7 separate regions of the Mus musculus genome follow, and all the other regions are linked to region 3. A link is a contact called in public HiChIP or PLAC-seq and promoter capture Hi-C data. All regions are on one chromosome and are shown on one strand. Each heading gives the region's core, a stretch centred on a gene start, on an enhancer-like site or on the middle of the called end of the contact. The rest is flanking DNA. Distances are from core to core; before and after follow the strand shown.

The links. Promoter capture Hi-C pulls out the DNA fragments that hold promoters and counts their contacts. HiChIP or PLAC-seq counts read pairs in DNA pulled down with a chosen protein or histone mark. Capture Hi-C pulls out chosen DNA fragments and counts their contacts.
Region 1: a promoter capture Hi-C map of liver shows a contact between it and region 3, with 4 times the contacts expected there. The contact joins the promoter of Fus here to the promoter of Spns1 in region 3. A contact is called at or near these places in 2 of 39 promoter capture datasets (hippocampal neurons and liver) and 2 of 9 other capture datasets (adipose tissue and liver).
Region 2: a promoter capture Hi-C map of liver shows a contact between it and region 3, with 3 times the contacts expected there. The contact joins the promoter of Srcap here to the promoter of Spns1 in region 3. A contact is called at or near these places in 3 of 39 promoter capture datasets (liver, neutrophils and pre-B cells) and 3 of 9 other capture datasets (adipose tissue, liver and pancreatic islet).
Region 4: a contact with region 3 is called in a promoter capture Hi-C map of pancreatic islet. The contact joins the promoter of Zfp629 here to the promoter of Spns1 in region 3. A contact is called at or near these places in 1 of 39 promoter capture datasets (neutrophils) and 1 of 9 other capture datasets (pancreatic islet).
Region 5: an HNF4G HiChIP or PLAC-seq map of pancreatic cancer cells shows a contact between it and region 3. The contact joins the promoter of Zfp668 here to the promoter of Spns1 in region 3. A contact is called at or near these places in 3 of 39 promoter capture datasets (cranial neural crest, liver and neutrophils), 1 of 115 datasets of contacts at active chromatin or transcription factors (pancreatic cancer cells) and 2 of 9 other capture datasets (adipose tissue and liver).
Region 6: a promoter capture Hi-C map of neutrophils shows a contact between it and region 3, with 4 times the contacts expected there. The contact joins the promoter of Itgax here to the promoter of Spns1 in region 3. A contact is called at or near these places in 3 of 39 promoter capture datasets (liver and neutrophils).
Region 7: an H3K27ac HiChIP or PLAC-seq map of regulatory T cells shows a contact between it and region 3, with 12 times the contacts expected there. The contact joins the promoter of Setd1a here to the promoter of Spns1 in region 3. A contact is called at or near these places in 3 of 39 promoter capture datasets (hippocampal neurons, liver and pre-B cells), 3 of 115 datasets of contacts at active chromatin or transcription factors (double positive thymocytes, regulatory T cells and thymic regulatory T cells) and 2 of 9 other capture datasets (adipose tissue and liver).

Annotation. Positions count from the first base shown.
Region 1 is chr7:127,966,188-127,968,887 of GRCm38.p6, reverse strand. Fus (fused in sarcoma) reads right to left here and starts at 1,409. Exons shown (of 15, transcript NM_139149.2): 1 at 1,311-1,409. The coding sequence starts at 1,323.
Region 2 is chr7:127,510,562-127,513,261 of GRCm38.p6, reverse strand. Srcap (Snf2-related CREBBP activator protein) reads right to left here and starts at 1,279. Exons shown (of 34, transcript NM_001304266.1): 1 at 924-1,279. 1700008J07Rik (RIKEN cDNA 1700008J07 gene) reads left to right here and starts at 393. Exons shown (of 1, transcript NR_024331.1): 1 at 393-2,700.
Region 3 is chr7:126,376,515-126,379,214 of GRCm38.p6, reverse strand. Spns1 (spinster homolog 1) reads left to right here and starts at 1,281. Exons shown (of 12, transcript NM_023712.3): 1 at 1,281-2,378; 2 at 2,476-2,541. The coding sequence starts at 2,138.
Region 4 is chr7:127,613,906-127,616,605 of GRCm38.p6, reverse strand. Zfp629 (zinc finger protein 629) reads left to right here and starts at 1,334. Exons shown (of 3, transcript NM_001362196.1): 1 at 1,334-1,523.
Region 5 is chr7:127,875,558-127,878,257 of GRCm38.p6, reverse strand. Zfp668 (zinc finger protein 668) reads left to right here and starts at 1,422. Exons shown (of 3, transcript NM_146259.4): 1 at 1,422-2,211. It overlaps Zfp646 (zinc finger protein 646), which reads right to left and starts at 557. Exons shown (of 3, transcript NM_172749.4): 1 at 151-557.
Region 6 is chr7:128,128,100-128,130,799 of GRCm38.p6, reverse strand. It overlaps Itgax (integrin alpha X), which reads right to left and starts at 1,250. Exons shown (of 30, transcript NM_021334.3): 1 at 1,144-1,250; 2 at 416-521. The coding sequence starts at 1,180.
Region 7 is chr7:127,776,027-127,778,726 of GRCm38.p6, reverse strand. It overlaps Setd1a (SET domain containing 1A), which reads right to left and starts at 1,338. Exons shown (of 19, transcript NM_178029.3): 1 at 1,214-1,338; 2 at 450-614; 3 at 126-221. The coding sequence starts at 599.

The DNA.
Region 1 (2,700 bases), core at 160-2,659, 1.6 Mb before region 3:
CCTCGAACTCACATAGATCTGCCTACTTCTACCTCTTAGTCCTGAAACTAAAGGTGTGTGCCACCAAACCTGGCTCAATCTTTAAAAAAAAAAAAAAAAAAAAAAAAAAACTCAAAATACAGATCATCCCTTAAGTTTAAAAATCCTTTTGACTTGTTGCAGGTCTTTCCAAGGCCTGCAACACACGTCACCACATTTTATATCTTCACAGCAGCTCTGTATACAGGAAAGGTGGTATCACCGGATGTCAAGATTAACTTTGACAGTCAGCGCTATTACACAGTTGAGTTCAAGCCCAAGGAAGCAGCTAGAAGAATGGGACTCTCCAACCCCCAAATGGCATGGTGCTCCCAAGGTTCCCGACGTGTGGCTCCAAATAACTGAGCTCCCGCCTACCATGCGCACCCAAAGCAGACAGCACTTTCAACAATCTGGGAAGCTGTAGCTCAGCAGCTCCCTGCAGGAAACCCAAGCTCTACCCCCGCACTGGGACAAAACTGACAGCGAGAGGGTGTGGCCTCGGAGAGCGACTCCTCTGATTTCCTTCCGGCCTTAGGAAAACTCAACTCTGAAGTGGGAAACTCAGGCCGGGGTCCCTGACTCCGTTGGTCATCCCCTGGCGGTCCTCCCAATCCCACGGACACGCAGGCCAGCCAGGAGCTTCCGCTCCCGCTGCGCGGCCACGGAGGCGGGAAGAGGTGGCCCCGCCCCTTCCCAAGGGACCCAGCGAGCAGGGCGAGGCCAGCACCGGACCACAAGTCTTCCGCCGAGGGTCTCGCGACAAAAAAAAAAAAAAAAAAAAAAAAAAGAAGAAGAAAGAAAGAAAGAAAGAAGAAGAAAGAAAAAAAGAAAAAAGTAAAAAAAACGGACCAACTCCTGGCGGGGGGGAGGGGGGCCGCGGCGAGAAGGGGGAGGGGCCAGAGGAGCGCGTGCGCGCACCAAGTGCCCGGATGCAGCACTGCGACAAAGCGAGGCCGGGAACGGAGGGAGGGGAGGGGGTGGGGCGAAGCTGCGGAGACCCAGAGCTCCCTCACCCCGGTCACCCCACGTCGCCAGGCAGCGTCTCTCTCAACACTCGACTCAAGTGACCGGGCCAGGAGAGAAAACCCACGGTCTCCGCGCCAAAGGCGCCAGGGGAGCCAAACAAAATGGCGACACCGCCCTCCCCTTCCCTCCACCCGCTGCTTCCCGCCAGAGGTGGGGGAGCCCACTCGCCCGCCACCGCAGGCCCAGCCGAAAGCCAAAAGCCTTGCTGCGAGGGAACGAGGCCTCGCAGGGACGCGCCGTCGCCGCCTCGCGCTCCCACATACCGTTTGAAGCCATGTCCGCGCACGCGCGCAGCGCAGGCCGCCAAGCAACAAAGTTCCAGACGACCGCGAAGCGATGCCGCGAGGACTGAGCGGCCCCGCCTCCCGCGCCCGCCTTAAGTACGCCTGCCGCCTACGCGCCACCGGGACGTACCAAGTGGAGAAGCGCGAGGGGGAGGCACGCCCAGGTCCCCACCCTTCCCCGGGGATACGGAGAGCTCAGGAAGACAAGAGGGAAAACGAACTCGCTTTATTCCCAAACACTCGCACGCGCTTTCTCCTTGCGGCCGGTGGCTCTCGTCCGTCGCCCGGGGCTCGCCTTCGACACACCTCTACCCCACTAGAGGCAGAATGGTACGACCCGGCCTCCCGCTAGGGGCGGTGCCAGGGCCCTGCGCCCGAGAGCGGAACTGTGTAGTCAAGGCCTGGAGTCTCCGGGTGTGGGAACCGAAATCCTTCCGACCGGCCCAGCGGCTGGGCCCCACTTTCACTGGGGAAGATGCAGCATACTTTCGCTTGCCCTGGCCTAGCAACTGAGTCGAACGCAGTGTCGCTCTGGTCCTCCACATTCTCTCCTGACAGACAGCACACTGATCAGTCTCGTTTTTCACTTAGGAATGCCTCGGCTTGCTGTTCTTTAGACCTTAACAAGGTTTATAGATTGTGACGTTTAACCTGGAAGAAGATGAGCTTTAGTCTGGACCCTATGGCCCTAAGGCTGGTTCAACAATAACACATATGTATACAACTTAAGAGGCTTCAAACCCACAATTACCCCCCCCCTTTTTTTTTTTAATTTGGCCTCTCAGTACCGCTCAGTTGATCTCGAATCCTTGATCCTATTTGCCTTAGCCCTGTGCATCCTGGAATTACAGTCGTCCTGGTTTTCCCCCATCATCATCTTGTAAAGAAATCTGAGGAATGTAGCTTAATGATAGAGCGATCGTTTAGCCTGTGCATGACCCTGCCTACCTCTCCAGTCCCGGAGCTAGGCAGAGGTGGAGGGGAGATGGATCTTATGAGAGCAGTGAGCGGCTAGACTAAGAATGTGAATGAGGTACGAGGCAGTTCAGGGTCAGACCTTCTGATCTTTAAAGTCTAAGCCTGGGGAACTACAAAATGCTTCTTGGTTACAGGAAATGATTGAAAGCATTTAAAGGCATGAACACTTTTTGTCAGTTCAAGGACAAAACGAAATTCAAGGGGGTTGGAGAGACAGCTGCTCTAGAGAAACCACAGGTTCAATTCCTAGTACCCGAATGTGGGCAAACAACCAACTGTAATTCCAATACCAGGGACTCTGGGATCACAGAGATCAGGTAATTCATTTTGCAATGAGTAGGTTAGGATGGGTCTGAGGGAATGACATTTCTACTGGGAGTTTACCAAGTGG
Region 2 (2,700 bases), core at 30-2,529, 1.1 Mb before region 3:
GCCCTAACAGCCGGAAACAAGCAGGGTTAATAAAGTATTCAAGATCCGGAAGCATTTGCCTAGTTAATTCCTTATCTAGGTGTTGTGCTGCCTTGATTCACCCTTCAGAAATTCCAAGGATTGGAGGTAATCCAAAACCATGAGGCCCCAACTATGGACTCCAGCCTTCTTTATGACCTCCCAATACCCCCCCACCCCCCCCGCAGTGGACTGACCCAGCATGACCCTTGACCTCTGCCAAGTTTTGACTCCTCAGACGGCGGCCCCGCCCCCTCGCGGTCGCCCACCCCACCCAACGTGCTCGACCGGCTGGGGGAGGCGCCGGCGCGTGCGCGGCCCGGAGGCGGGGTGAGCCGGCGGCGCGCACGGCCAGATTGGGGAGGGGAGGAGGGGGGGATTCCCGCCAGAACCCGATCCCATAGACCGGGTCACAGGACTCAGATGTCCGCGTCCGTCGGCGCCCCCACATCCACAGACCGCAAAGAGCTCGGGAAGGAAGGGTTCGTGCGCCAAGTCTCGGGCTCCTAAATGGCTTATGGTGGGCGCGCGCCCGGACTACTCGTCCCGTGCACCCCTTTCCCTCGTCCGCGCCCCCGAGGGGAGGCAGGTTGGTGGGCGGGCAGAAGCGCACCTGGGTCCGTCCTCTCGAGGGCTGCTCGTTCGCGCACGCGTGCGCAGAAGGGCAGGAGGGGGGCGAGGCGCCGCTCTGACACCAGGTGCCGCTCGGCCCGACGCCCTCCCCCCCACCCCCGGCTCCGGGAGCGCGCGCAGGCAACCTCGCTCGCCAGCCCCGGGGCCCCGCCGGGCGGTGCGCGCGCAGCACCCCGGGAAGGTGGGAAGCGGCGCTCGCAGATGCGCGCGCAGGCACCCGTCAGGGGAGGGGAAAGTGTGGGGCCTCCGCCATCTTGTCTCCCTCTCCTTACCTGCGTCCTCGGGGGCGTGCTCACCACCCCCCCTCCCGCCGAGGAGGGGGGAGGGCCCCCTCTTGGTCGCCGCCTTCACCACTTTAAATTCCCCTAAGGGCCGTAACACGAGCCACCCCGATGCTCCCACCGCTTCCAGTCACGCCGCGAAGAGGTGCTTGGTGAGTTGAAGAAAAAGGAGACGCTACTCCCAGCGACCCCGCCGCCGCCTCCGCTGCTCCCGAGGCCTCACCAAAATGGCCGCCGCCGTCTCGGCCGCCACCGCCACTAGCACCACCACTACCACCACCACCAAGGCTCGTTATCGCTACCGCCAGAGCGGCCCGTCTTCTCGCGATACACAGTAACTGGAGGCTGAAGGGGCGGGTAGGCTCGCGTGCTAGCGTAGGACTGTGCGGCGCAAAGCAAGGTGGGAGTTGTAGTTCGCTCCGAGGCTCCATGCTGGCCCAGCACGCTTCAATAGGTCTGAAACTCGTGCTGCATTGCAGCTGCCCACTGGGACCACCCTTTGGATTTCGGAGTTTTTGTTCTTACATATCACCCAGTGAAATGAAACAAATGAGTAGAAGAGCTTAGACCTACTGATTCCTACAGCAGTTACTTTTTGTTTTTGAAAGGTGAGGTCTAACAATGTAGCCTTGGCTGACATGGACTCGCTATGTAGATCAAGCTAACCTTAAACTTACAAAGTTGCTCCTGCGTCTGCCTGGAATGAACGTATGCACCACCACTACCAGCTGCGGTTGACTTTGTAACACCGGTTTTCCCAAGAACTCTCAAATACAAGTACCATAGGTTTGCAGTCTTTTACATTTAAGAACTATTTTGAGAGGTTGAGAACATAGCTCAGTGATTAAGAATATTGGCTGCTTCCACTTTGAGAGGACATTCTATCTCCACACTAAAGAAGCTCCTAACAGTTATTCCAGTTCCAAGGAATCCGACACCCTCTTCTGGCCTCAGAGAGCAATACACAAACACGGTGCACAGACATACACGCAAGTAAAACTCCCATTCAAGTCAAATAAAAATCCTTAAGGAAAAAAAGGCTGGGTGGTGGTGGCTCATGGCTTTTAATCCCAATAGAGGCTGACGAATCTCTGACTTCAGAGCCATCCTGGTCTATGAAGCTAGCTCTAGGACAACCAAAGCTACAGAGAAAAATTCCTGTGTCTAGGGGGGAAAAAATCTCTTAGAGAATCTGATACTCCCTTCCGATTTTAAGGATGCATTTATTATCTACAACGGTTCCAAGGAAGATTTTGAGCCATTGGTTACATAACAAGACCCTGCCCCAAAACATAACTAATAATTAAGAAAACAGGATAAAAATAAATCAGCGATGGACAGAGGAGAAGCTATTGAGGGGAAATGGAAGTTGAATAGAGACTGGAAGAAAGATTCTTTACAGCTAGGTATGGTAGCATAAATGCACAATCCCAATTTACTGGTTGAGGCCAACCTGTGCTGTTGCATAAGTCAATACAAACAACCACACAGAGCACACACACACTAATATTCTAAAGTTCAAGATTATCCTGTCTAAAAAAAAGGATATGCATATAATCTTATAGTAACTATGTGTTGCTTTTTTTCACTTTAGTACTTTAAAGGTGTGTGTGTGTGTTTAAATAATTTACAGAGGCAGAGCTGGAGAGATGTTTTAAGTGGTTAAGAGCACTGGCTGCTCTTCTAGAGAACACAGGGTTTGATTCTCAGCACCCACATGGAAGCTTTTAACAGTTTCTAACTTTAGTCTTAAGGGAATTGAAACCTT
Region 3 (2,700 bases), core at 32-2,531:
AATCTCTCTCTCTCTCTAACTTTCTCTTTCTCTCTCTCTTTCTTTCTCTGTCTCTGTATCTCATCATTATCTAGTCCAGGCTGACTTAAGACTCAATACAGTCCAGTCTTCAAATCCTCAAACTTTTATCTGCCTCTTCCTCTGCTGTGCTGAGAGGGATATTAAAAAAAAAAGATTTATTTTCTGTATATGGATACACTGTCGCTCTCTTCAGATACACTAGAGTAGGGCATTGGATCCAATGGTTGTGAGCCACTATGTGGGATTTGAACTCAGGACCTCTGAAAGAACAGTCAGTGTTCTTAACCACTGAGCCATCTCCAGCCCCAAGAGGAATCTTTAATTTTTTGTTTTGTTTTGTTTTGTTTTTTGTTTTGTCGAGACTGGGTCTTATGTACCCAAAGCCACATTAAAGTTAACTATTGCTATGTATCAAGGACCACTTTGAACTTCCAATTCTCCTCCTTCTACCTTTTGCAACGGGCTGGGTGAATGAGGTACTGGGGACTTGAGCCCAGGGTTTCAGGAATGCTTGGCAGTATTTACTATCAACTGAACTACATCCCAGTTCTGGAAGTGGGATCACAAAACAGTATTTTCATAGAATCATAGTATTTTGCATTCAGAATGTATGTATATTAAGGAAAACTAGCAACCTGAGACGGTTCGCCATGGAACACCTTTAATCCCAGCCTTCTGAAGGCAAAGGCAGGTGGATGCCTGTGAATTGGTGGCCACACTGGTCAAAAAAGGGAATTCCAGGACAGTCAGACATACAGAGAAACCTTGGAAATAAAAGAAAGAAAAATGAAAAAACAAGCCAAAAAAAAAAAAGCCTCTGCTCCGTGGGTGCTGAGATAAAAGGTTTGTTTAATTCACTGCCACACCTAGTGGGATTTTTTTTTTGTATGTTTTGTTTTCAAGACTAAAGGTATTAAAGGCATGTGCCACCAGCCAGATTGAGTTTGTTGTTGTTGGTTTATGATAAGGTTCCTCCGTGTAGCCCTGGTCACCCGGGAACTTGCTCAGTAAACCAGGCTAGCCTCGACCACAGAGATCGGCTGCCTCTGTCTCTTTAGTGCTGGGATTAGAGCCATATGCCATTTTTTGGTGCAGGGTACATTGCAGTTCATTGGTTCTGAGCCTCCGCCTGTCCTCCAGGAGAGACACCAGAGGGCGCGAGGACACTAGTCTTGGTTGGAGAAAAACTCGAGGCCATAGACAAAACATCCTCTTCCTCCTAAACTCTAGCATCTTTTCTTGGAGGCAGGGTCTCACTCAGTATGTAGCCCTGGCTGACCTGGAACTCGCTATGTAAACCAGGCTGTCCTTGAAATTGCAAAGATCTCCGTCCTTCTGCCTTCTCCTGGGACTAAAGGTATGCGCTACTACGCCCGACTCTATAGGAATCTAAATGTCCACAGTGAAAGCTCATGATTGGTAAACAAAAGGAGGCAGCTGCTCGCCGCTATTCATCCAACAATTACTGAGCAATGAAGCCATCAGCCAGTCACTGAAGAAGAAAAGAGGAAACAACTCACTAGCATCTGTAGAGATGTAATATTTCCAAATAATCCACTATCTCGTGAAATCGGATAAATGGGTATTCCATCTAGGCGATTGATTACACCAGCTTGCGAGGCCCCCTGGAGGCTACTGGTGGAAGTAGGAACGAGCGTCGGGTTACCATAGCGGAGGAGCCCTAGAAACCCTGGAGGCTTCCGTAGGCGGTGGCAGGTCACGTGTTCAATCCTTGCACCGGGTGACTTTCTCCGGTAGGGCTCCGGTGTCACATGACCTGCTCTTGGGCAACATGGCGGCAGTTGTGTTGCTGAGCTTGGACTGAGCAACAGCGAGTGTGGCGCGCTCCTTCCCGGGCTTTGGAGTGCGTCAGCGTGAGAAGAGGGACTGGGTCCTGGTCTTCCTGCTCCTGTCCCAGCGTCACCTGCACCTCCTGTGTGCTCTCCTCTGTCGGAACCAGAGGGAATGACGAAGCCCAGGGCTTTTCGCAGTGGTGCACTGTGCATCGGACCACGCTCCTAGGCGATAGTGGGCAAGTCTTCTCGCAGTCCTCTCTCCAACCTCCTTCCGTCGGAGGTAGGACCGAAGCGTGGGCGGTTGCGATTCCCCAGGGACCATGGCCGGGTCCGACACGGCGCCCTTCCTCAGCCAAGCAGATGATCCTGATGACGGGCCAGCGCCCGGCCATCCGGGGTTGCCAGGACCCATGGGGAATCCAAAGTCCGGGGAACTCGAGGTCCCAGACTGTGAGGGGCTACAGCGCATCACTGGCTTATCTCGGGGCCATTCGACCCTCATAGTGGTGGTTCTGTGCTACATTAACCTCCTGAACTACATGGACCGCTTCACCGTGGCAGGTACGCACTGATGCTCCGAAGAAGGGATATAGGCAAGGGAGAAGTTCCCCAGGATAGGGTCGCCTCTTGGCGCTCATTCTTTGTTTTTTCTTTCCAGGGGTTCTTACAGACATCGAGCAGTTCTTTAACATCGGAGATGGTAGTACTGGCCTCATCCAGACTGGTGAGTGAGGCTACTGCCCACACAACCCCTCGTTCTTAATTGCCTCAAGTAGGCCTACATACATGCAGGTTTGCCTAGTGAAGCTTTAGTGGCCAGGGCTCTTGGAGGCAATGGCCGTGGCTGCTCTTGGGCTGTCCACTTGAGCTGGGACATCGCACA
Region 4 (2,700 bases), core at 85-2,584, 1.2 Mb before region 3:
TGCATCCTCTCCCACTGAGACCAGACAAGGCAGCCCAGTTAGGGGAACAAAATCCACAGGCTGGCAAAAGCTGTAGAGACAACCCCTGATCCAGCTGTGGAGGACTCACATGAAGACCGAGCTATATACATCTGCTACATGTGTGGGGGAGGGGGGTTTGACCCAGCCAGTATATATTCACCTAGGTTGGTCTTAATTCATGGTGATTTTCCTGTGTCAGCTTGCAGTGCTAGAGTCACAGCTATTCACTCCCATACAGGGCTTGGAATTTATTTATTTATTTATTTATTTATTTATTTATTTATTTATTTATTTAAGGTTTGAAACGAGTCCTATTGTGCATCCCAGGCTGATCCTGAAGTCCAACTCTTGATTCTCCTGCCTCAGCCTACTAATGGCTGAAGATTACAGGTGGTGTGCTTAGCTACTATGGAACTTTTTGAGGGTAGAATGTTCAATTGTTCAACTCTGGTCTCCTCACACCTGGGTTCATTGAAAACTGTGGCCTCGAACTTTACCTCACATCTCATGTCTTGATTAATTTGCCTTGTAAAATGGGGATGATTCTAAGTCCTCTCTCAGGATGTGGTGGGGAGAAAATGAGACACAAGCAGGAACAGTTTGGGAGCCCTGTGAGGTTCCTTGTTTAGAAACAGGGTCTCGCTAGGTAGCCTGGAGCTATGTGGGCCACGAATATTTTGAACCTTCAGGTCCTCCTGCCTCTGTCTCCCAAGCAACGGAATTACAGGAATTCACCACTACTTCTTGCTCCCTAAGTTTATGGAAGGATTGCCCTGCAGTGAGTTGCATACCTTACCACCGAGCTGCTGGGAAGGGGTAATGCTTGCCTACCTTGTCAGTTTCTTCCTCCAGGGAGACCTGACCACCGGTGGGGGGGTGAGAGGTGGGTAAGAGGGTCCGTAGCGCTGGGTAGCCTTGCCTGGCCCATTAGCTTCTGCTCTTACCGCTAGGTCAGCCCACCCAACCTTTGCTTTCACCTCCTAATCACCAACCCAGGCATACCAGCCCCAGTCCTGGGTGAGTCCAAACAAAGGCGGGTCTCAGGGGACCCGCGGCGGCCGAATCTGAGATCAGCTTAACTGAGCGGCTGGCAGAGTCTTTGGAGAGAATGGCCAGAAATCCGAAGACCTTCGCCGGCCTCTGAGCTCCCCCAAAAGCTGATCTTCCGTGATTCCACTAGACACTGGGAGAGGGGCGTCATCAGCCACCTCCTTGCTTCCATACCCACCCCCTCATTTTTTCCCAGGCTGTGGGAGGCAAAGGGTTAAATCCCATAGAGCTGATGTTCTGACTCCAGGCTAGAGGGGCCCGGGAAGCTGGGGTCACTTCCTGCTCCGTCCCAGTCACCCTGAACTGGTCCCCGGGTCCTCAGCCTGGAATCACCCCTTGAGAAGGACCCTAGAGTTCCCGGCATCTAGCCCGTCCCCCGAGGCAGGGCACTTAAGGGGTTAAGTCCCCTGGGGCTGGCCTCTGCCTTTCGGCTTTTCCCAGACCCCAGAGCCGTGAGTTGGGGCCGCCTGGGTTCCCGGGGTGGCCTGGAGGCCCGGGACAGCCGCCGGGGAACAATAGGGCCAAGGAGGCGGCGACGGGCGAGGGGCGCAGGCCGGGCCCGGGGCGGCGGGGGACGGCGGCCGGGGGATTGTGAGAACCGCGCGGGGACCGCCGTGGGGGAGGGGAGGCGCGCGCGCCCAGAGAGCGAGTCCGGCCGGGGGCGGCGAGGCGGCCGCCGCTCTCCCGGAGCCGGGCAGCCTGGGCGTCCGCGGCGGGGAGGGAACGCCGGCGGCTCGCCTGGGCTTTGGGAGCCGGGGACAGGGTGGGTGCTCCCGGCCGGAGGCGCTCAAGTCTTGGTCCGCCGGGGTGCGGGGGGCGGCGTCGAGGGCGGTCCCGCTGCCTCCTGGTCAGGGTCACCCTGGGCCGCGCGCACCTCCGCGGGAAGGCAGCCGTCTCCGGCAGTCCTTCCCGCCTCGGTCCTCTGGGGGTCGTCCGGGGCAGGAGGCTGGCGCTCTTGGGCCTGGGCTGGTTCCCAGTAGTAGTCGCCTCGCAGTCTTTGCTACTTCTTGCATGTGGCCTGGTTATTAACTCTTTCCCTTCTACGGTAGGCCCTTGAGTTTTAAGTTTCTCTGTCCAAGTATCTAAGCTCCTACCTGTTCTCGGTCAGCTCAGCAGGGTAACCTTCTCCTCTCCGGGGGGCCCCCATCTCTCCCTAAAAACACTTAGAGATAGGGGATGGCTAACTCACTTCTCGGCTGCATTAGCAGTTGGTCAGCTGTCCATTGCTTCACCTGCTTCACACCCCAGCTACCTCTTGGTGAGCTTTGTCCTCTTTGTCCCTGTGCACAAAGTACCTATGCACACTGTCACCCCGAGGGTAGATTATTCCAGGGATTCCGTTAGATGTCAGCGCCCTCCTGCAGCCCTGTTCTCTCTCCTGGGGATCACCCCCGGGATTTTGAGTGACAGATATGACTCCTTCCCCTGGGGGCTCACTCTGACGAACTTATGTCACTTTTCTGACATCGATCTGCAAACTGATCTTAAAAGACACTGAACAAGATAGGCTGGCTTTCTGGGAGCATGAGGTGTCCAGCTCACTCAGTCCTCCAGCAGAGTTTTTACTGGGTACTTGTCCTAGGTGTGTGATGAAGCATCAACAAAAAGAATAAGGCAGAAGGATGGGTC
Region 5 (2,700 bases), core at 173-2,672, 1.5 Mb before region 3:
ACAAAAATCTATGAGGTGTGTGTTTGTTTTTGTAACAACGAACCAGAACTATTTGCTTTTGAGATATGGTCTCAGCTCACTGTAAAGTTCAAGCTGCTCTGGGATTCCCTCAGTCGCCCAAACTAGTTTCACACTTATGAATTTTCCTACCTCAGACTCCTGAGAGTTGAGATTGAAGGAGACAGCCACGACTGTTGGGCAGGCCTTACACAGACGTGCAACCTTTCTTTCTTCACTCTTCAGCTAAACCGAGTGGTCTGAAAAGAATGGCAGAGCAGCTGCTTTCTTCAGTGGTCACCTATGTGTTGTAGAAGGTAGAGGCCCTCTTAGGGACGAACCTGGCTTCAGTGGTCACCTATGTGTTGTAGAAGGTAGAGGCCCTCTTAGGGATGAACCTGGCCTTTTCAGCATCACACTGTTTCCCTGTTAGGCGTTAGTTTTACTTCCTTTAAGTACATTTAATCCCATTCCATTTCAGGTTGAAAGTTCATTTTATTCTCTGCCTTTTCTATCCCCTACCTACCTTACCTTGCTGTCTCCAACACTTTTCATTCCCTCTTCTACTTTTTCTCTAAATTATGATAGCAACTCAGGCTGGACAGTACCATGGGCCAAGCACTGCTGTTACACAAGTGTATTTGGGGTGGGTGGGTGGCATTTCAGACAGGGTCTTACTATGTAGCCCTCGCTTCCCAAACTGGGACTAGAATCATGCGACACTATGATAAGCTTGTAAGTACATTTACACCACTAAATCCAAAGCCGTGTTACCTCGTTTTTTTACATAAACTCACTTCAAGAGGCAACCTTCATTCCAAAACCAGCAGCAGCTATTCATTTCTGCCACATCATCTGGCCTTTCTCCGGGGCTGACTAGTCTCCTGGGACCCTAGCACAACTATTTCTAATCTCACCAGCTGAGCCTGGTCCCAGAATTCTCACTTCTCAAAACTCCTTCACTCGAGTCCCCTTTTCCTAACCAACCACCATCACATTCCTGTAGAGTCACTCGTCTTTTCTGCCAATTTCTTCTCTAGATCCCTACCTCGCACCAGGAGTGCCTTCTGGTTCCCGCCGCCGGCGCGTCCGTTGGAGGTCGTGAACGGGAGCGCGCCTGCGCACTGGGACCCTTACCCTAACTGCAGCCGCGAGCCATAAGTGGTGGCTGGTGCGAGAGTTCTCGAGCCCATACACACGCACACTCAGCCAGGGTACCCGGGAGTGGTAGCTGAGGGAAAGGTGCGGGAGAGAGGAGGAGGTAGAGGGAGCAGGGACAGCTGGTATGAACCCAGAGTCTAGCCCAGTTCCGCGGACACTTCCTATTGTTACCAGGAACCAGGAAGTGTCCTAGATGCTAATGCTTCCCCGCGAAACTTCCGCCTGGGAACACTTCCTGTCCCTCCCGCGGGCAGTGTTTCCGCACGGACACGCTTCCGGCGCTAGGTTCCGGGTGGGCCCGACTGTTTGTTTTCTTTTTGTTGTTTTGAGACTGGGTCTAACTCTGCAGCCCGGGCCGGCCTCGAGCTCGGAGCAATCCTCCTGCCTCAATTTCCAGAATGCTGGAGCTCCCAGGCAGCGTGAGCCCCCACGCTCCGCTGCGGGCGCAGCTCTGGCTCCGCCCACGCAGGTCGGCGCGGCGTTCGGATGGATTTAAGCCACACTTCCGTCCAGAGCTGCTGAAACCCTTCGCGTGCTTATTCGGGCAGTACGGTCACAGGAAAGACCCTGCAGCCCCGGCTACGGCGCTTTGGTGACACTTTTCACGAGGTTCCATAAAAGCTTCTTCCCAGGGCTGGCGTGGAGGGATCCTCGCTGAGTCCTTTCCTCGCTGTTAGAGGAAATGTGGACTCGACGTGGACGCGGGCACCACAAAGCCCGAGCGCCCTCTCCGCATCGTCCCACCTCCTAGCTCCTGCAGACGCTTCCGGCGACTTGGCGGGTGTCCGCCGTCAATCAGCCCGGCGTGCCAGCCCCTCAGCACCCAGAAACCCTTCGCAAGATACTTCTCTGCTTCCGCAGGCTCGGGGCTGCTTCCCTAAGTTTTTCCTTCCTCCCGAGCAAGGAAGGCGGCCTTCCACTTCCGCCGTCTGCCCGGCGGCCCCTCCCCGCCCTCCCTCCGGGTCCTAGCGCCTGCCCCTCTCCGACTGTCCCGAGCTCCGTCGGCGCCAGGCACCGCCGCCAAAGCTGCGGAGCCTGCGAAAACCGATCCAGGTAGGACACGCCGGCGGGAAGTCGCGGGGGCTCGGGCAGCGGCCCCCGACGCGGTTTGGGGTGCTCCCGGCTTCACGTGTGCTGCCGAGCGGACGGAGTTGACCAGGCGCGAGCATCCCGGGCGGGGCGAGCCGTGAGCGGCCTCGGGCGGGCTGCGGGCCCAGCAGGTCCTAGAACCCGCCCGGTGCCCGCCGGTCAGTGCTTTGGATGCCCAGGCTCAGCGGACGCGACTGCCGGCCCTGCTCGGCGCGGACCCGGGGGTCCTAGAGTCCGCCATGTTCCGGGCTTTTGTCTGAGTGGCGAGGGCCTCGTCGCCGAGTCCTTGGCGGCTGCGCCCCCCCTCCCAGTCCGAGGTTCTGCCCGCCCCTCCCGCGGTCCTAAAGAACGCCATTTTGCAGGTCTTTGTCCTGCTCTGAATCCTCCGTCCATTCATTTCTTCATGCCTTCCTTCTTCATTCATTCTGCCCTGTTCCGCTCGCCGAAGCTACG
Region 6 (2,700 bases), core at 1-2,500, 1.8 Mb before region 3:
GCACTGCAGTTAGGAGCCACGACAGAGAGCTGACAACCGCTGGAGAATGGAGGTTCAATTTAAATTCCAGGTAGGTAGTATTTTGTTTTGTGCTTTATTCTCTCCTAATCGAAGCCCTCCATTTCTGGCATCTAGGTATTTCATAAACATGTGTTAGACGGACAGACAATTCCTTGTAAGTGTACAATGACGTCTGAAGGAACACCCTGTGGTTTGCAGGTTGGAGAAGAGCCCAGCATTTAGTAGGCACTTGGTAAGTGCTATCTGAAGTTATCCTAAAGGCCTGTTTTCAGGAAAGCATTCATAACACAAATAAAATTGTCACATTCCATAAAGAGAAAGTATGCAGGTGATACCACTGGAGTGTGGGGCTGGGGAGGGATGGGACTCTGTACAGCTACCACCAAGTCCTCACCAGGAACTATCATACTGGAGCACACTGTGTCCGAACTCAGCACCGTCCATGTGAAAATGTGTCAGCTTCTCTGCATCCAAGTTGAAGCCAAGACAAGAAACAAACCCTGAGGAAGCGTGAGAGGCTTTAGAGCAGGTCCCCTCCCTCTTGGCCACCTTCCTGCCCGCCTCAGCTGCATCTCCCAAGCTCCTGACTCCCTTGTCTCCCTTCCACACTCAATACCCACAGAGGCCCTGGTCCTGGACTCCAGACTCATCTCTCGTCTCTCCTTCCCCTAGTTCATGAATTACTTTCCACTGTTAAATTTCAGTTCTGTCTCCACAGAGTGAGCATCAGAGTTTGAAGACACACATTTTCCCCATCTCTATCCATGGGGCTTTGATGAAGGAGAACCCAGGGAACACGGAAACCATAGGGGAATTCTAGGATCACCATGAAGTGTATGTGCTCTGCCTACTTCAGAAATCTGTGGGTTGTCAAGGCCAACCTGCCTCACTCTCAGGATCTCTTGGGTTCTCCCCGCAAATGGCCTCTTTGATATTCTCTCATTCTCCAAACTCCAGATCCAAAGCCCTTATGTCTCAGCCGTCGTCGTCGTCGTCCCCCCACCCCAACGCCAAGTCACTCTCCCTACCAAGGTCCTGATCTCTCAACCACAGCCTCCATCTCACGGGCCTGACTTACTAGGAACAAGTCCCCAGCCCCTCTTCTCTGAGGCCCAGGCTCACCCAACAGCAGAAGAAAGGCTATCCAGGTACAGCTCATGACTGGAGAACAGAAGCAGGCTCTGAGCAACTTGGAGACAGCTGCCAAGTCACCACAGAAGAAGCAAATGAGAAGAAAGGTGGTCAGGAGGCCAGAGACCAGGAGGGAAGTTGTCAGCGTGACTCAGAGGAGGTGGGGGCAAACTGAGATGAAATGGATAGAGTGGGGACCGAGGCAGCCTACACACTTCCAGGGAAGAGTTGCTCTACTTGAAACGACTTGGTGACATATTGTTCTGGTTCCCCAATTCTTGCCCGGATGGATATATGTAAACTCCCGGATTATCTGATCCCTCTCAGACTTTTGTACTGGCAGAAGTTTCCCTTGACCTTGAAGTGTGAGTCAGCCACAGGAGGAGAGAGAACAGATGACGGAGCCCTCCACTTCTGGCCTGGAAGTAGACTAAGAAGTAAGCACATGATCCATGTAGGGAGCACAGGCTGGCATTCATTCATTCATTCATTCATTCACTCATTCATTCATTCAGTGGATTAGTCATTTGCTCAACATAATCAAGAGGGGTGGTCTGAGCCTTTTGCTAGGTATAGGAGAAACATAACCCAGAGATCAGAGTAAAAGCAGATGGGTGAACACTAAAGTGGGCCCTGTGAGAAAAGAGGTACAGAGACCAACCACTAGAAGTATTACTCAGACCGAGAGGACCTCAGACTGCTTTCTGGGGGAAGTAGCACTTGAGCTGAGTCTTAAAGGCAGCCAAGGTCAAGAGAATACTAAAAACTGAATTTCAGAAGCAATGGATATGTTCATTAGGATTATCATCCCTTAAACCTTATTCTGGAAGATAACCCTGGCCCACAGCTGGCCATTAGGCCCTTTCTCCTATCAAGAACCTGCCTCTGTCAGGCACTCCAAAGAGGGGGTGGGGTAAGCATTGGATCGAAAGTTCTGGTTCTCATTCCTCTCCCAGGAAAAGTTTGATTGTTCCAGGCCGCCAGAACATCCTTGGATAGCAGCAGCCAGCAAAGAACTGGGGTGCTAAGTAGCTGGCATTTGTGACAGTACCTTTACAGTACAAATCTTCCTATGTTGACCTGCTTTAGAGGTAACACTGATGGCATCTCGTTTGGTCTAAAATGGCTAAGCATACATTTCTGTAAACATGTTTTAATGTTCAGAGTGCAACTTGGGGCTGGGACTTTAGAGAGATACTCAGGTGATATCATAGGTGAAGTTTTGTAGCTCAAGACCCACATACGCCTCAAATAATTTCCATGCTGGACTGGATTCTCTTTGGGCACTAGCCAAACTGGACACAAACTATTTTTATTAGAGGTTTTCTCCTTATTTTTCCTCATTTTGTGGAGTGACTTCTTGCTGGAGGCCTTGTTTCTCTGGCACACCATAAAGAGTTAACAGGACAGCGTGGGAGATAAGACTGCCAACAGATGAGGCTGGAGTGTTGGAAAACTGGAGAGTGAGCAGGCCACGGGACCTGGGAGTTTTGAAAGACTTTTATTTTTATCCCGCAGGCAGAAGGAAGTGTAGAGAAGTCATGAGGA
Region 7 (2,700 bases), core at 89-2,588, 1.4 Mb before region 3:
ACAAAAAGCAATGAGATCTGGCTGTCATAGTTCCTTCGGAATAAACACTTTGGTAGACTGTGTGAAGCCCAGGGTCCTTGACACTCTCCAAGGACCAACATGCAGGGAGACCAGCAGGCACTCACCTTAAACTTAGGAACCGGGAGGGAAAAGTCTCTGGCTTTGGACCTGACATGACAGCGGGGGTCCTGGAGGTCTTCCACGGGGGTATACTTTGAGTCCTAACAAAGAAAGCAGGAAGAGATGAAACCAGGCTGAAAATTCACCAGCCTACTGACTCTATAAAGCCCATGTAGAAGCCAACATACAGAAGAGCTGGGAGAGCTTGCTCATTCTCAAAAAACCAAACTACAGGTATAGGAAGTCTGGGTGTTGAATACTGAACAGGGGGAAGCGGGGAGGGGAGATTGGAGGTCCAAATAAGTCAAGAAAGGCTCGAGGGCACTCACACTGACACTGAAGTGGACTCCGTCATAGCGGTACACCTTCTGGGAAGGCCTGCGCAAAGCAGGGTCCAAAGCAGGATCCACTATGAGCTTGTAGTTCCGCCACTGGAAGCTCGGGGCTTTCTGCCCGTCTCCCCCACCTTCCTGGTCCATCTTTGCTCATTTACACTGTCAGGAAAAGAGGGATACGGAATGGGAGTCCACGACTTAGGCCTGACTCCCTTGCTGTCCCCTCAATGTCTAGCCCCGATTCCAGGGTCTCACATCAGTCCAGTCCCCGACACCTCAGCATGACCCGTGGCTCCCTCAGATCTTGCCCTGAGGAGCTGGGCTCACTATGGCACTCCATTCCTCTCCATCCCCAATTCTACCCTCAGGGCCCAGGCCCATCTCGCGCCCCCTTACCTTCCCGCTCTCCCCAGCGCGCCCCACTTGGCCTCCACGCAAGACCCCTCCCCCGTCCCCTCGCAGGCCCCGCCCCCTCCCGCCTCCTCACCGGCCAAGCGGCCCGGGCCGAGCCCCGCTCCCGCTCCCACACAGCCGCTCGCGTCCCCGCGCCCCGATCCTCCGAACCAGAGGTGGCACCTCTTCGGGGCGTTGGAAACACCGCGAGACCGAATCTGAGACCCAGCTTCGGTCCCTGAATCCAGGCGGGGGGGTGGGGGGAGGTAACGCGCGCCGCTGCCCTCTCCTCCCGCCCGGGCGCGTTCGGTGTCGTCCACCCCCCCCACCCCGTCGGCGCGCACGCGCGCCGGGGCCCTACTCACCCGCTCGTGGCGAGCGGCTCACCCTCCCCCCACCGCGCGCAGCACCTCAGCGGCGTGAGGCGGCGGCGGCGGCGGCGGCAGCGCGAGACCCGGCCCCGCAGCGGTGGCGGCGGCGGCGCCCCCCCACCACCACCTCCCCGGCGCGCGCACCAAACACCACCGCCACCTGCGCGAGGCCCAGCGGGCACAGCGTCTGCATCCGCACTTTCGCTACAAGGACTGCGGAGCGATCCACGGGGCCGAGGGTAGCGGCCTTGCCTCGGCCGGCGCCCTGCGAGGCTCGGGAGTTGTAGCCCAGGGAGCCTGAAGATGGGCCGCATTCCCCGGAGAGTGGACCGCACCACCCTGATCCAGCTGCTCCGGCCTTGGGGTTCCTGGCGAATCGGCGGCGACGAAAGCTGCGACGAGCCCCTGAGGGAAGGGGGCGGAGCGAGGGGGAGGACGCCAGCCAGAGCTCGGGAGATTTGAGTGGCGCGTCCAACGACGCAGATTCGCGAGGCGGGCGGGGCGAATGAGTGGACAGGATGCGCGCTCCTCGGCTCCTCTTCCCTGCCCCTTCCTTGCGCAGCCCGAATGCCTATGAGGCTGCAGTGCAGATTCGCCACCGTCCTGGGCTTTGGCCGTCACCTCTTCTCACCTGCTGTAGAGTCAAGAAAATGACGCCTGGCTCGCCAAGCCCTGTTGGCAGAGTCGACCTCTAGTCCTGGATTTTTTTTTTTTTCAGTAGAACGACTCAAGGAACAGCACACTTCCTACTTAGTGCGAAATGGTTACAAGGAAGAAGTCTTCTCGGCGTTTCCTGAAAATTTTCAGACAAGAAAAGCTGCCCAAATAATCCTAAGGAGTCGGGTAGCGAATCTGCCGATCCGGTTGTGGGCGGGGCTAACGAGAGAGGCGTGGCCAGGCGTGCGGAGCCCGGCGTAACGGGCTGCTTCCCTTAGAATCCACCAAAACCTGGGAGGGGTGGGAGGTGGAAAAATACAACCAGGAGGGGTGACTCAGGCGCTTTGCCTACCGACGCACAGAGTGAAATGATCGGTTCCTTCCCGCTTTTATATTCGGGCTCCTGTTGTTTTTCAGACAGCATGACATCGAACTTGCTATATAACGGAGGATGGCCTCGAACTCCAGATCCTTTTGCCTCTATTTCCTGAGTACCGGAATTACAGGTGTGCACACCATAACCGGTTTATAGCATGCTGGGAGATCTAACTCAGGGCTTTCTGCGTGTTAGGCCAGTACCCTAGTTACACCTCCCTTGGGCTAGTTTTAAAATGTTCCTTCTGAGCCGAGCAGTGGTGGTACACGTCTTTAATCCCAGGACCTGGGAGGCTGAGGCAGGTGGATTTCTGAGTTGGAGGCCAGCCTGGTCTACAGAGTGAGTTCCAGGACAGCCAGAGCTACACAGAGAAACCCTGTCTCAAAAAAAAAAAAAAAAAAAAAAAAAAAAAAAATGTTCAGTGGTTAAAATCAGGGTTCTGTTGAGC